Regions from separate parts of the Mus musculus genome. Here region 1 is linked to region 2. The links are chromatin contacts, called in public promoter capture Hi-C maps. All regions are on one chromosome and are shown on one strand. The core of a region is the stretch at or near the end of the contact, and the rest is flanking DNA. Distances in the headings are between cores, read along the strand shown. Region 1 overlaps Mxi1 (MAX interactor 1, dimerization protein). Region 2 overlaps Add3 (adducin 3 (gamma)).

The links. Capture Hi-C pulls out chosen DNA fragments and counts their contacts.
Region 1: a promoter capture Hi-C map of liver shows a contact between it and region 2. The contact joins two enhancer-like sites. A contact is called at or near these places in 1 of 39 promoter capture datasets (embryonic stem cells), 3 of 115 datasets of contacts at active chromatin or transcription factors (bone marrow-derived macrophages, microglia and pancreatic cancer cells) and 3 of 9 other capture datasets (adipose tissue, liver and pancreatic islet).

Annotation. Positions count from the first base shown.
Region 1 is chr19:53,339,100-53,346,258 of GRCm38.p6, reverse strand. The region is part of intron 2 of Mxi1 (MAX interactor 1, dimerization protein); the gene reads right to left. Among named protein-coding and RNA genes, the nearest start is that of Gm30541, 16 kb to the right of the region's middle. Within about 2 kb of position 2,123, at least 9 of the 459 cell types and tissues checked have an H3K27ac peak or open chromatin away from gene starts, as enhancers often do. A contact at or near this core is called in liver and pancreatic islet, where this site is marked.
Region 2 is chr19:53,176,656-53,183,881 of GRCm38.p6, reverse strand. All of the region lies in intron 1 of Add3 (adducin 3 (gamma)), which reads right to left. Among named protein-coding and RNA genes, the nearest start is that of Gm52402, 29 kb to the left of the region's middle. Within about 2 kb of position 2,276, at least 79 of the 459 cell types and tissues checked have an H3K27ac peak or open chromatin away from gene starts, as enhancers often do. A contact at or near this core is called in liver and pancreatic islet, where this site is marked.

The DNA.
Region 1 (7,159 bases), core at 874-3,373, 160 kb before region 2:
AAATACAATGAATGAGCTATTTGGCCAAGTATCAGAATTGTTACATTAGTCCCTTAAGTAATAATCCAGAATTTTAAAACATGAATATGATAAAGGACAATTTAAGTCTTTAATATTGGAACTAAGACTTTGGTCATCTTGCAGCACGTGCACGCCCATGCGTTTACAGAGCCCAGGAACCCACAGGCTCGCTGTGTAGCTGAGCACGGCCTTAAGCTTTTGGCTCTTCTGCCTCTGCTTCTCAAGTGCGGGGACTACAGCAGGTGTGTACCACTGCCTCTGACTTTACGTGCTCCGGGGACTGAGCCCACGAGCTCATGCACGCTAAGCAAGCACTCTCCAGCTGAACTACAACCCCCCATATATCATTTTACACATCTCTGTCAATGCCGAATGCGTTCAGAATATTGTGTTACCCACTGCTGTAATTTTATCCCCCAACCCGTGGACATTTAATGTGAGATTCACAACCCTTAACAAGTACGTATTTTTATGAGCCTCATAATTGGTGGGAATTTACCTACTGTCTTGAATTCAACAGCCAGAGGGCTGAGTGTCTGTCTGTCTGTCTGTGTGCCTGCCTCTTGCTTACTGGCAATTTCCTAAAGTTCCACAGGATGAAAAAGACAGACACTCCTTTTTAAAGAGTTATCTTAAGCGCTTCTCCCTCAAAAAAAGGAAAAAAGAGTCTTATGATGTCTCAAGACTTCAGCCAAATGAGCAGCAAATGTATGCACAATTCAGGCAGAAGAAACTATAGAAACATGCAATCTGTAGCTTAGCAACTCAGAGCTTAAAGTGCAATAACTGACAATGAAGCTTCTACCGGTCTGTTTATTAAACGTGTGGATTGTTTTCTTTCGTTTGTGTGAGACACTCAAGCAGAGAAGTCTGCGAGGACAATGGCATACTTAGTCACTTATTCACCTTTAGTATTCACACGTGTGTCTCCCTGTGAGCACGCACGTTACGCACACGCGCCACGGTGCAGATGGAGGTAAGAGAGCTACTCCGCGGAGGAGTTTCTCTGTCCACCTTTACGTGTGTTCTGGGGGCTGAACTCACGCCGCCGGGTTTACACAGCAAACGCCATCTCAGCGGCCCCCAGGGATTAAAGAAATCCTTCAAAATTAACAGTGAGATTTCCTGTGCCCTCCTGGCAAGCAAGTTTGGGTTTAGTTGCCTTTCTCTAAAACTGACAGCAGGTAAGAGATGCTCTCTCTCTAAGAAAGTCCACAGTACCTGATCCACAGCCATGACATGTTTATAGAAAAACACATGCTAGTTCATCATAAACCTATTCTAAACTATCTGGCAATCCCACGGATCTCCACAAATGCAAAGGAGAAGACGTTCAACAATAACCAGCGGTGGAATTCCAACATTATCCTGAACCTATTATAAAAGCTAGGACCAAAAGAGCATAATCGGGCCCACCACTGTGAGCAAAATTAAAACAGCAGGTCCCCTCCTGCCTCTCCTGAACACTCTTATTATTTGTCTTATTAAGGAAAAAAAAAAAGGCTAAGACTCTGAACCTTTTCAGTGACGTAGGAGATGCATGACACACATCTAGTTACGCCACCACAGGTTTTAACAAGATTCCCAAGTAACAAGAAACACAACGGTCGCAAACACACCAATGCCCCCCCCCCAATACCGCTCGTGCCCCAGCCCTTTTGCAAACACACTATTGATTCCCACAGTCCTCGCTCTTCCAGTGTTTACTCCTACTTTGCTTAGCTTTTCCGTAGACTATGAAGTCAGCACACCCTGAACGCTCTCGGTGTTCAACACTCAATTAAGACAACAAGGAACGGGAGAGCGGCCGGCCGGCTGGCAAACTCACACGCGTATAGGAGTCGTTATGACGAGAGGTAAAATAAGTTCGTATGGGAAAATCCAACTGTCTCAGGAGCGCAAGGGTCACGGGGTTTGCTTCTCCCTGGAGCTACTGAGAACATCTGGGGCAGAGGTAGCTATGATTTGGGGCTTAAATGATAGGCATGGCTGGTTTCAGTAAGGTCTGGAGCCGACCGAAGGTTATTCCAACTAGAAGGGATAGGTTAAGCAGGCAGAGCTGTGAGGTCCCAAGCAACGGCAAGGCGTGGTGACACTCAGAAGTCACACAGACAACAGTGTCATAGAGCAAAAGCCTGCGCTTAGTACTAACTGCCTCTCACTCACACCAGCTGTGTGGCTTTGGGACAGACTATTTAACCTGGTTCACAGCTTCCTAATTTGTAAAACTCAAATATCATCATGCCTTGCTAGGTTAGAGTGAGAACCTGAGGCGAGGGAAATGCACACGCACCCGGCACACGCAGTCAGGAAATCTGAGGTCCTAATTGTTTTGAGGCATGGCCTCACTGTGTAGCCCAGCCTGACCTGAAAGGCCTGATCAGCCTCCCGAATGCTAGAACTACAGGCTGTACTACAGGTCTAGGTTTTTGGTTTTTTTGTTTTGTTATTTAATTTTATGTATATGGGTGTTTTGCCTGCCTGGATATCACCTGTGTGCCCAGAGTCTTCAGAGGCTGGAAACGGACACTGGATCACCAGGAACTGAAATTACGGAGAGCTGCAAGCCATCACCTGCTGCCACCTGGCTGCTGGAACTCGAACCCCGGAGTTCTGCAGCACTCTGAACCGTCTCTCCAACTCCAATAATCACATAAAAACAAAAACCCAAAAACTGAAAACATACTACTCTAAACACTGTTAAATATACTACATAAGACAACTTGATGGGTGTTCAGTAACCCGAGAAATTCACCCGGAAAGAGAGAAATAATCGTAACAAGGAAAAAGAGAAACCCAAAGACAAGTGATAAAGCCATTTGGTCATTTAGCCAACTGTGCAGACGGTGCAAGGTCCAGCAGTGTGAGGCAGAGAAAGACACCCGGATGTGTACAGAGATACAGTGGTTCAAGTGATGCTAAGAATAAATGAGTAGATGAATCCACTGCACACCAACACACTCTCCGTAACAGAATGCAGCTCTGCGAGCAAACATCAGTGAGGAAAACTCTTTCCCCTTCACACACCTCTTCTCTGCTTAACTGACTTCCAAGGACAGAAAAACGTCTCTTTCAAAGAGCACTGAATCATGGGTAATCTTTATCAGTAACAACTCTTTAATAAGAGAGACATTCTATGTACCCCATGCTTGAATGGGCACCGTTTTCTGACATAGACCCCTGTGTTTTCTGACTACAATGTCACTCGACCTCGTATGTTTAGGGTGTATTTAAAGGACAGACAGGAGAGTCAAACCTGCATAAAATGGTCACATGTGACTCAGAAGTGTCACTGCCAAGAAAGGAAAACAGAAGCCTGTTACCAGACTGGGGAAGACATATCCTGGTTAACTAATAAGCCAATCTTCAACTACTTATGTTTTTCTTCCATTTGCTTTCTAACCCTTCACGGACCTAATGAATGCTGCTCTCAGACAACAAAGTGAACATAATCTATGAAGCTAGAGAAGTATTTTCTAACCTGAAACATAAAGTTTAATGTGTAACCCATAACATATGTATGAAATAGAATATATAAAATATTGTATATAATATATATGTGTATAAGTATATACATATATTTATGTACACACACACACATATATATATAAATAAGTGGGGTGAGGGGGGTTCTCTGAAGTCTATATCCAAAAAGGGTTGACAAGGAAAACTATGAGAATCACTGGAGCAAAACTTCCAAGTATACTTATATATTATTATTCTTTATTGTTTCTTTATGTACCACACCCAGGTCTTTCTTTTTTAAAGGTTATTTTCTGTCTATGTTTCCACCAAATATATAGCTAATATTTTGAGGAAAAGGCAGTAAAAGACATAAAAGATGATAAATTTTGAATTTTGAAAACTTTTCTTGTACGTTTTCCCATAAAATCAAAACCCACAACCAAGACAGTGATTACAGCCACGGCCGTATGATCATCCCTGTCTTAGCCTGATTGGCTGGTGGGCATGCCAACTGCTTCCAGCTTTTGCGGTGACTTTGAATAACGGGCCAGGACCATTCATATGTGAGCGTGAGTGAGTGAGCAGGGAAGACACCTTCATCTTCAAGGACTGCTGCGCCTCTGTCTTCTTACACTTACACTAACACCCGGGTCTTATGATTATGAGCGTGGCCACAATGGGAGCCACACACTGGTATTTAGTAGGTAAATGTTTTGCTGAAAGATTAAAGAGAAAACACGTCACTCAGCGTGGTTTCTATTCATTGTCAAGTGACAGAATCTAGAACCACCTTGGGCTTGGTTCTAGCACGTGTCAATCCCCAGGCACGTCTATCACCTAGAAGAAATCATGGAGTCAGGCCAGCCCACCCTAAGTGTTTGTGGTCCCAATACGTGGGTGGGGTCTTCACCAGCACAAACAGAAGGCAGGCTGAGCACTCTACTCATCTCTCTGCTTCCTACCTGCAGACACGTGACTCACTGCTCAGACCACGTCTCCCCACCGTGATGAACTGAACCTCAAACTGTGAACCAGAATAAATTCTCCCTCCCTCAAGTTTCTTTTTCTTTTTGTTTTTGTTTTTTTTTTCCCCCACGGAAATGAGGTAAGTAATGTTCCCAGCTACTTCTGGTAACCTGAGTCTCAGACTGTGAGTAGTCCGTCTGTCTGTCCGTCTGTGTATGCGTGTGCATATGTGCACATGAGGGCCAGAGGTTGACACAGGGTACCTTCCCCAATCACTCCTCAACTTCCATTTGAGACAAGGTCTATCACTGACTGGAATTTGGCCAGAATGGCTTGCCAGCAAGCCCCTAGAATCTTCTTGTCTCTGCCTCAGATTTCAAAGTTTAAAAAAGGAAGAAAACAACAACAACAACAACAACAAACCTCTTTCTAATGAGTACACATGCTGAAAATAAAATAAACATCAGAAAGATTTTTAAACATTTCTAAATTTCTTTTTTTATTTATTATATGTAAGTACACTGTAGCTGTCTTCAGACACACCAGAAGAGGGCGTCAGATCTCGTTACGGATGGTTGTGAGCCACCATGTGGTTGCTGGGATTTGAACTCGGGACCTTTGGAAGAGCAGTTGGGTGCTCTTACCCACTGAGCCATCTCACCAGCCCTGCTTCTTTCACATAAAGCAGTTAACCAAGCCCACCAGTCTTCTCAATAAAGTGTCAACAGCTCACCAAAATCTGATTTCTGTGAGCTTGCGTGTGTACACCACAATACTCAGTGTTTACTGAGTATCTACACTGGAAATATAAATACTCTAAAATTACAAAGTTCCCTTACATCTGCGCTCATTTCACACTGACCTATACATAGAAGGGACTAAGGCAGGATCTCTTAATTCTATGTGTTGGCAGGACAATGGTGGGGAGTCATAACCAAACACCTGAAAATTCACTTTTCTTCTTAATATCAAGGCAAACTTACTGCACACTGACCCTATGCAGTAAGTTTCTTTCCTTAGAGGGTCTGCAAAGATTCACTAGACTGGTTCCTAAACTGAGCTCACAATGAGAGACCAGCTGCAGCTTTATCAAAGTTTGACTCACTAAGGACAAGACAGCGTTTTCACGAATGAAAAAGAAAATAAACCACAAAGGGTTAAAACAGCACTGGTGGGCAGTACCATGACGTCAGCCCTGGACCACGTGATCCAGGTGTCTGACAGAAAGGCGGAGCACTGACACACCACACAGAATCTAAGTTTGGGCTGCTCAGCCTTTAATTTCCAGGTAAATTATTACCAAAACGTCTTTGCTTACCCTAGAGTAACAAGTCTTAGGTCTTTAACTCATCCTCTAGTTCTACCTAGGAATGCCTGAACTACAAGTCTAATTTCTTGAAGGAAAAAGGAGGAGGAGGGGGAAGGAGGGAGAGGAGGATGACAAGGGGGAGGAGGGAGAGGGAAAGAGGGAGAGGAGAAGGGGGAGGGAAGGAAGAAGAGGAAGAGAATCCACTTCAGACAATTTTCTGAAATCAAAGTAAGAGATACACGTTACAGACTTTATAAATGCACAGCTATCATGTTACATGCAAATTATAATTATTGCTCTTTTTATAAGACAGAGCCTGCCCCACCCTCCACCCCTTTTCTTTCTGAGCTAGGGTCTAACTATGTAGCCAAAGCTGGCCTAAAATTCACAATCCCCCTGCCTCAGCCTTCCCAGTGCTGGTAATACAGACCCGCCTGTGCCCACTTGAATGTGCCCTCTGTCACACAAGTCTAAGTCTTCATGTTTGTAACAAACATGAAATAACAAAGGTACAGCAGAATTCAGCTCTGCCTGGAATGACACGTGAGACCTTAGGCTAATCTGAATGTCATCAAGACAACTGGCTTAATAAACTACTGCATATGCAGAGCAGAGCATCCTCCAATAACTTAAGATGTTGAAGACAAACATGAAAAAAAAAACCACTTAAGCAATAGAATTTCTTGGGGCATAAAGAAAAATGGAATTCTTACAGGAAAACAGACACAGCTGCAGACATCGCATTAACTGGACTAGTTTCTGAACCCCCAGTGTGGCTTCCCTTGATCCTGTAGCTGCTATACACTGTATATACAGATACGCACATATACACACAGACACATGAAATTACTATATACGGCGTGAGTAGAAGTGAACCCGTCTAGGGGAACAAAGGGAAGGTGGGCAGGGACGGAGAGGGAACGAAGTCAGCATACAACACAGCCTTGTGTGAAAACTTTCTAAGAGTGAAAGGTTATAATAGGCTCAGAACCATGAAGCGCTCCCTCAGGGACCAATCATCACGCCCTGTTATAGACTCACTGGATTCTGTTTTTCCTGTTGTGAACTTCATCATAGTTTGAAATAATAAATTATGTTGCTTCTTTCTTTCTTTTTTTTTTTTTTTTTTAAGTTTGTCGAGACAGGGTTTTTCTGTATAGCACTGGCTGTCCTGGAACTCATTTTGTAGACCAGGCTGGCCTCGAACTCAGAAATCCACCTGCCTCTGCCTCCTGAGTGCTGGGATTAAAGGCTTGCATTAGATAGTAAGTTTCATGAGAATAGAAACACAGCTGCTTATTTCTTTCATTAGCTAGTAAGTTTCATGAGAATAGAAATACAGTGTATCTGTGTAAATACATATTCCGAATGTACCAACATTTTTAGAGATGTGCTGGT
Region 2 (7,226 bases), core at 1,027-3,526:
TACTAGCACAGGGACAAAGGAAATGTTAAAACAAACAGGCAAACAATTGAAACAGAGGCAGGCATGGTAGTGCATACTGTCCAGACGCTCTGCGGATGGGGCATGGCTGAGACAGGAAGTGAATAAGCCTTCTGCCCCCTATCTTCCCGAGAACAGCGAGTGGAAAGTGGCGGAGCTTTCCTAAGACCCTGGAACAGGTCTTCTGTCTTCCACAAGGACTTTTTTAGCTTTCTATCTGGAATTTACAGACCAGGGGGTCCAAAAGTCTAGGCCAAGAGAAGGATCTTGTCTCAGACTGCCCATGGCAATCTGACATAGCCTGCAAAATGGAAGCAATCTCCTTTCGAGAAGAGTGCTGTGCTCAAACAGACTGGTTCTAACCCGATCAGGGGCAGCCTTCTGCCATCCTCAGTAATGAAAATTGATAATTAATAACAAAGAGATAGATGGCTTAAGAATTCCCATAGCTAGAACCCTGTCAACTTCAGAACTCAGAACGACAAAGCACAAGTATGCATAAAACAAAACCCGTCCTCCTCTCCAAGAACTGCAAACAACACAAGATCAAACACGCTATGAAACGGAGAGCGTAACTCCAAAAGAACTAACAGAGGGGATGAGGGGAAGCCAGAGTCAAGGATAACATGGCTGGGAACAAATCAGAAGCTCAGAGGCACATCTCACCTACAAGAGACTGACACACTTGTAGCAGACTTCAAAATAAGACTAAAGAGGAATAACAAAACTTCCAACTTCTGTGAGAATTAAATGTCAGTTTAGAACTATATTCAACAAAACAATCTGATGAATGGGGAAGAAAGTCACAGTGAGGAAGAGCTGAGGTCAAGAGCAAATAGACTGCTAAATACGCAATGTTAAGAATAATACATAAAAGGGCTGGAGAGATGATGGCTCAGCAGTTAAGGCCACTGGCTGCTCTTTTAGAGGACCTGGGTACATTCCCCAGCACAAACATGGCAGCTCACAACTGTTTGTAACTTCAGTTCCAGGGAATCTAAGACCCTCTTCTGTCCTCTCTGGGTACCAGGCACAAATGTGATACAGATATACAATATAGGCAAAATATCCATATACACACACATGCAAAACAAAAAAAATGACAAAAAAACAGAAATAATCTAGGCATGGAGGTCCATGTATGTAGTAGCCTAACCTAAAGCATCCATGTACTTCTGAGACTTAGTTTTAAGATTTTATTCTAAGACTGAAATGGTGCCGCATGCCTTTAATCCCTGCACTTAGGAGACAGAGATAGGCAGATCTCTGAGTTCAAAGGTAGCCTAGTCTACATAGTGAGTTCCAGGACAGCCATGGTTACATAGTAAGACCCTGTATTTTGAGAGAGAAAGAGAGAGAGACAGAGAGAAAGAAAGATATACACAGAGAGATATACAGAGAGACAGAGACAGAGGGATACACACAGAGAAATATACAGAGAGAGAGACAGAGAGAGAGAGAGAGAGAGAGAGAGAGAGGCAGGCAGGTGGATCTCTGAATTTGAGGCTAACCTGGTGTACAGCGCAAGTTCCAAGATAGACAGGGCAACACAGAGAAACATTTTCTTGAAAAAGAAAGAGAAAATTCAGTAGAGATGGTTCAGAAGTGAAGAGCACTGGCTGCTCTTTCTTATAGAGGACCCAGATTAAGTTCTCAGCATCGCTTGGAGGCTCACAACTCTCCACAACTCAGTTCCAGAGATTCCGATGCCCTCTCTGGCCTCCACTGGAACTTCATCCATATGGTGCTCAGATATACATGCGGGAAAAACACATATGCTTTAAAATATGACATATAAATTAAATTTTAAAGCCAGCCATGGAATGAATATTTAACTTCAGCACTCAGGAGGCAGAAGCAGGTGGATTTCTGAGATCCAGGACAGCTTGGTTTACATATCAGTTCCAGGACAGCCAGGACTATACAGAGAAAACTAAAACCAATACGCACACGCACACACATTCAAGTTTAACAACACACAAACCCCATTTGTAATTCAGTGTGTGCCTACAACCTACCATTTAGCTGTTGTTCATACTAACATCTGTCTGGGCACAAATCCAGCCTCTTGCTCCATGAAGCACTGGAATAAACTTTAATGTATTAGGAAAGCAAAAAAGCTAACTGACCAGGGAAGCAAACACATTTTCACACCACGCACAGGACACAGCTGCGACCTGTCAAGCGTACAGGCCTCTCTTTAGCCAACAGCGAGCGAGGTTCCAGGACTTTCTCTTCACTGGGCAGGAAGCAGCATCTGAACACACAACTGTTCCCAAGCCCCGGCTCTACTGACCTCACTTCCGACTTCCGCACACTCACCCTCTGACCTGGGCCTTCGCAGTCCGCCCACACGGGCCTCTTTGATGAAGTATCAGCAAGTCTCTAAATGACAATCTTTAGGAAGTCCACAGGTAGCCTCTAGTTACCTTGTTCTCACATAGAGAGCCCCAAGGGTCTGGTGTGTTTGCTGTGCTATTAGAACAAACAGGCGGTAGCAAGCACGGCCAAGTAGCTTTAGCTCCTCCATGCATACTTGGACACACACTACATAATCTGCCTCTTCTCCAAGTTGTTTCCGTGGCAACAGTCTAACTTAGAAATCTGAATTCTCCTTCTGCCCTTCACAGACCTTGACGTGACTCACAGACTTGAGCCAGATCCCAGGCAATGGAGTTAAAATGGAATTAAAATGCTTTGTAACTCACATGTCCCACAACAGTACATTCAAAGAAAAGTCACTCAAGCAAAGAAACACTGACACAGTGTTCTAGGCACCAGAGCAACACGTGCAAAAGGTGCTCACGCCAGGCCAGCGATAACTGATAGTGATATAGACCAGTACTCCTCAGCGCCCCTTTAGAAGGAATTTAGAATACTAGAAACAATCTGCTTGCGTGCATAAAGACCCCAAGTGCATGGGCAGGAGTGTGATCACACACACACACACACACACACACACACACACACACACACACACACAGGAAACAGTCGTGTGCACAAACAGGCAGGCTTAGAAGACACAGAGTTGTGGACATTTTTTAAGGAAATGCCTTAAAAATACTTGTAAATACTTCTTTCTTCTTTCAGTGTCTTTCCCAACTCCCTTTTTACCTCAGAGTGCAGCAGACCACTACTGCACGAGTCCTTGCAGGACGCACCAGTGTGGATCTGATACACAAACAGCTAGCCCCGAAAAACGAAGTCACCGACTCACAGACAACAAGGCAAGAAGGAGCAGCAGCACGGGGAAGGAGCAGCAGCACGGGGAAGGAGCAGCAGCACGGGGAAGGAGCAGCAGCATGGGATACATGGCAGGAAGAAAAGGCTGTTCCAAGATCATCCTCTTTCGCAGCAAGTGCCAGAACTGCTGGGACATTTCCTTTTCATAGAAAAGTGATAACTTCCTAATTCATAGCAAGGTGGAAATGACAAAAAGAAAAAAAAAAAAAGAAAAAGAAAAAGAGTGTATATAAAGTTTCCTGAAGGGGGAGACAGCACAGACTTGAACAGTCGCCTCAGGGGGAGGCCACTTCATCTCAAGCACAAACACGCTTGAAGGGATCAACACCAGTAATTCTACATTATAGTCACGCAAGGTTTCTATGTATTTTTAAAGTCCTAGATAATTTCATCCATGCACATAACATGCCTTTAACCATACACAATTCCTACTCTCATCTCCCTCCTACTCCCTTCAGCTTTTTAAAAACATGAAACACTATCTTTTTTACATTTTATTTAAGTGTCTGGGTGCTTTACCTTCATGTGTGGCCGTGTACCATGTGTGTGCCTGTTGCCCATGCAGGCTAGAAGAGGACTCTACAGCAGTTGTAAGCTGCCATGTGGGTGCTGAGAACTGAGTCCGGATCATCTGAAACAGGAGGCCAGTGTGCTCTGAGATGATGTGTCTTTCCAGCCCAAATCTATACCTTTTAAAATTGATTATATGGGTTCAAATTTTCTACACATGCACACATACATTTCATCAATACTTTAGCTTCAGTTTAGATTCTTTTAAAACTATTTAAATTTTTCATTTTAGCGAGTATACTTATATTTTCTATTGAATGCCAGGAATACAGTTTTGTGTTGGTGGCATCCTGGGGAACGAGCCTCTGCCTTCACAGGGCTCAGAAACAAGTTTGTTCTCTTTCATGTGATCACTGTGTGGGACTCATCAGAGCAGTGTCCAGACTTTAATGAAAATGCAGATAACAGTCTTAAAAACGAAAGTTCCACTGCTGCAGCCACCATTAAAACGAAAACCTTGGGGTGAACACAGATTGCAGCTTCATTTTTAACCTATTTTTATTTTTTGGTTTTTCAAGATAAGGTTTCTCTCTGTAGCCCTGGTTGTCCTGGAACTCACTCTGTAGACCAGGCTGGCCTCAAATGCATAGATCCACTCGCCTCTGCCTTCCAAGTGCTGGGACTAAATACTTGTGTCAGTATTTTAAGCTTCTGGCTATGCCACAGAAAACCCATGCTGAGTCCTAGAGCACAGTGCCCAATTTTAGGAAACACATAATTAAAACATCCTCTCCATTCTCCTGATCTCAGCACACCAAAGGAGAGAGGTCCCTTGATACAGGACAGTGTTCTGAGTGTGAGTGAGTCACTTGCTAGTGACAACAGCAACTGTTCTTCCTCGCTGCGGAGGCTCATGCGCACGCTCTGTGGAGGGCCAGGAAGCTCGCCCTTTCTGCAGTCTCTGTGCAACATCTGGTGTACTCAAAGGGATGACCGAATAGTCACCATGGGATGTGTTAGCACACATGAAGTACATAAGGGTACTTCCATGATAAAATTAGGACATAACAAGTTTTTAAAATTCTGTTCATTAAAATTACTTTTTTATGTAATAGTAACTTTTATCTGCCCGTATACAATTGTCCCCAAGGCTTAATGCCTGTTTGCTAACCTGGGCTGTCCGGGAAGCTTCTGGACTCTACCACCTCATCTAGCCCTCCAGAGTTTTCAGATGCTGAGACTTGCCGCTGAACGACCTCACCCTTTCCAGTTCTTTCTGAGCGCTGGGTTGCACTTGTTCTTTCCGCCCGCCCAGTTCTGGTAACTCTCCCAGGACCGCCCGACATCCGCCCTCTGTGCACTGCTCTCTTAAGTAGCTTCCCTTTCTGCTCCTGTGAGAGTCGGGCATCTCACAAATCTTCTTCTGATTCATCACTTTGTTTGCCCCTCACTTAGACATCGCTTTCAACCACGAGTGCTTCCTTCTACAAACTGACTTTACCTTTATTGTTTGGCATTAAAGGTGTGTACCAAGGGTGTGTCTATATTCCAGCCAGAGAGATTAAAGGTGTATACTAAGGGCTGAGCCATACCACAACAAGAAACTTTTTTTCCCCCAGTAAACAGCACAATCTCAGCATTTGTGGTGTGAGCAAATATCCTGCAACACTTTTAGCCTTCGGTAGGAATAAAAGAATCAAACACAAATCAAACTGTTTTTGTTATAACGGGAGGAAGGCCAGCAAAAATAGGGGCTTAACAACCAAAAGATTTCAGTCTACTCCCCAGGGCCCAAAGGGTGGAGAGAGACTTCAAGTTGTGCTCCACACATGCACCGTGGCATATAGCACCCAAATACATTCACATGCAATGCAAACACAACTGTAAATTTAAAGTCTTTTTAAGTGTTAGGAATCTTTCAGTCCCGAAGTAAATAGTATTAATAATATTAAAATTAAAGGGTACAAAACCAAAAAAAAAGTACTCTATAAGGCAAAATTATCTCATAAATTCTACATTTCCATAAATGTTTAAAAAGAAATTTAAACTTATTATTATTTTATATTTGTGTAGGTGTTTTGCCTACATGTATGTCTGGGTAACACATACATGCCTGATTCAACCGGAGCCAAAAAAGGAGGTTCAGATCCCCTGAACTGGAGTTACAGACAGTTGTAAGTTACCATGTGGGTGCTGGAAAATAAACCCGGGTTCTTTGAAAGAGCAGCCAGGGCTCTTCAGAGTATCTCATTTAAATAAAACTATCTAATTTATATAACTCTAAAGGCTGCTGTATCAGGCAAGCCTGACGTCATACAAGTTTTCTAGGGAGTCAGCCCCTCTCTGGCACATGGAGCCTGTGCTTAGCCAGTACCTGTGAGAGGCCACTGCCCAGCCCTGCCAATGTCACCACCCTCTGTCTCAGAGAGATGACAAATACTTACACTATGTATGCTAACAGTCATTATACTGTTTCCAGTATGCACTGTCAGAGAATATTCTAAATACTTTATATCTCATTCACATGTCTAAAAGAATGTAACTGGTAGGGATGGAGAGATGGCTCAGTGGTTAAGAGCACTAACTCCTCTCCCAGAGGTCCTGAGTTCAATTCCCAGCAACTCCATGGTGGTTCACAACCATCTATAATGGGATCTAATGTCCTCTTCTGGTATGCATGAAGAGAGCGACAGTGTACTCATATACATAAAATGAATAAATTTTTAAAAAGGAATGTAATTGTAGAAAACAACCTAATAAGAAACACTAAATGGACTCGGTAGGATGTATTTACATATTTATTCATATACATGTAATAAAATAAAGAAAAAAAGCCACGAATTTAGAAAGGAGTTGGGGGGCAGGACACATGAGTTGGAGGGAGGGGACTGATGCAGATACAGAACACATATATGAAGTTTTTTTTTTAATTTAAGAAAAACCAACCTAATGAAAAGGTTAACATTATATGTAAAAATAACCTACAAAACCTCCAATTCTAAGACAGCTAAGAGTCTTTATTAAAGTACACTGCTAGCCAAACAATACACTCCAAGTCTTAAGACATGTTATACACAGTCAACTCATGTTACATTCCTTTTTAAGTTTGATGAATATATTTATCTAACGTATGAACCCAGGGATAAAAGATCTAGTAGCAAAAACAAAAGTACCACTTGAGTAGTAAAATTGCTTTCTTCCATTGTTTTAAAAGGAGAATTGTCTAGAGCCACTATTGAGGGAAGTCCCTGGCAATTATTCCAACAGTATAATCTACTGCGTGTGCAGGTAGGTGAGCTGCTGCAGAATATCCAACTAGCAGAGTATGGTGTGGGCTATGAAAGGGGCTGAAGGGACAACTGAGACTCTGAAGGAGTGCATGCCATAACCTGAGGACATGCAATTGCTACCCACACTCCATCTCAATCAACAAAGGCATCAGAAGATGTATACAA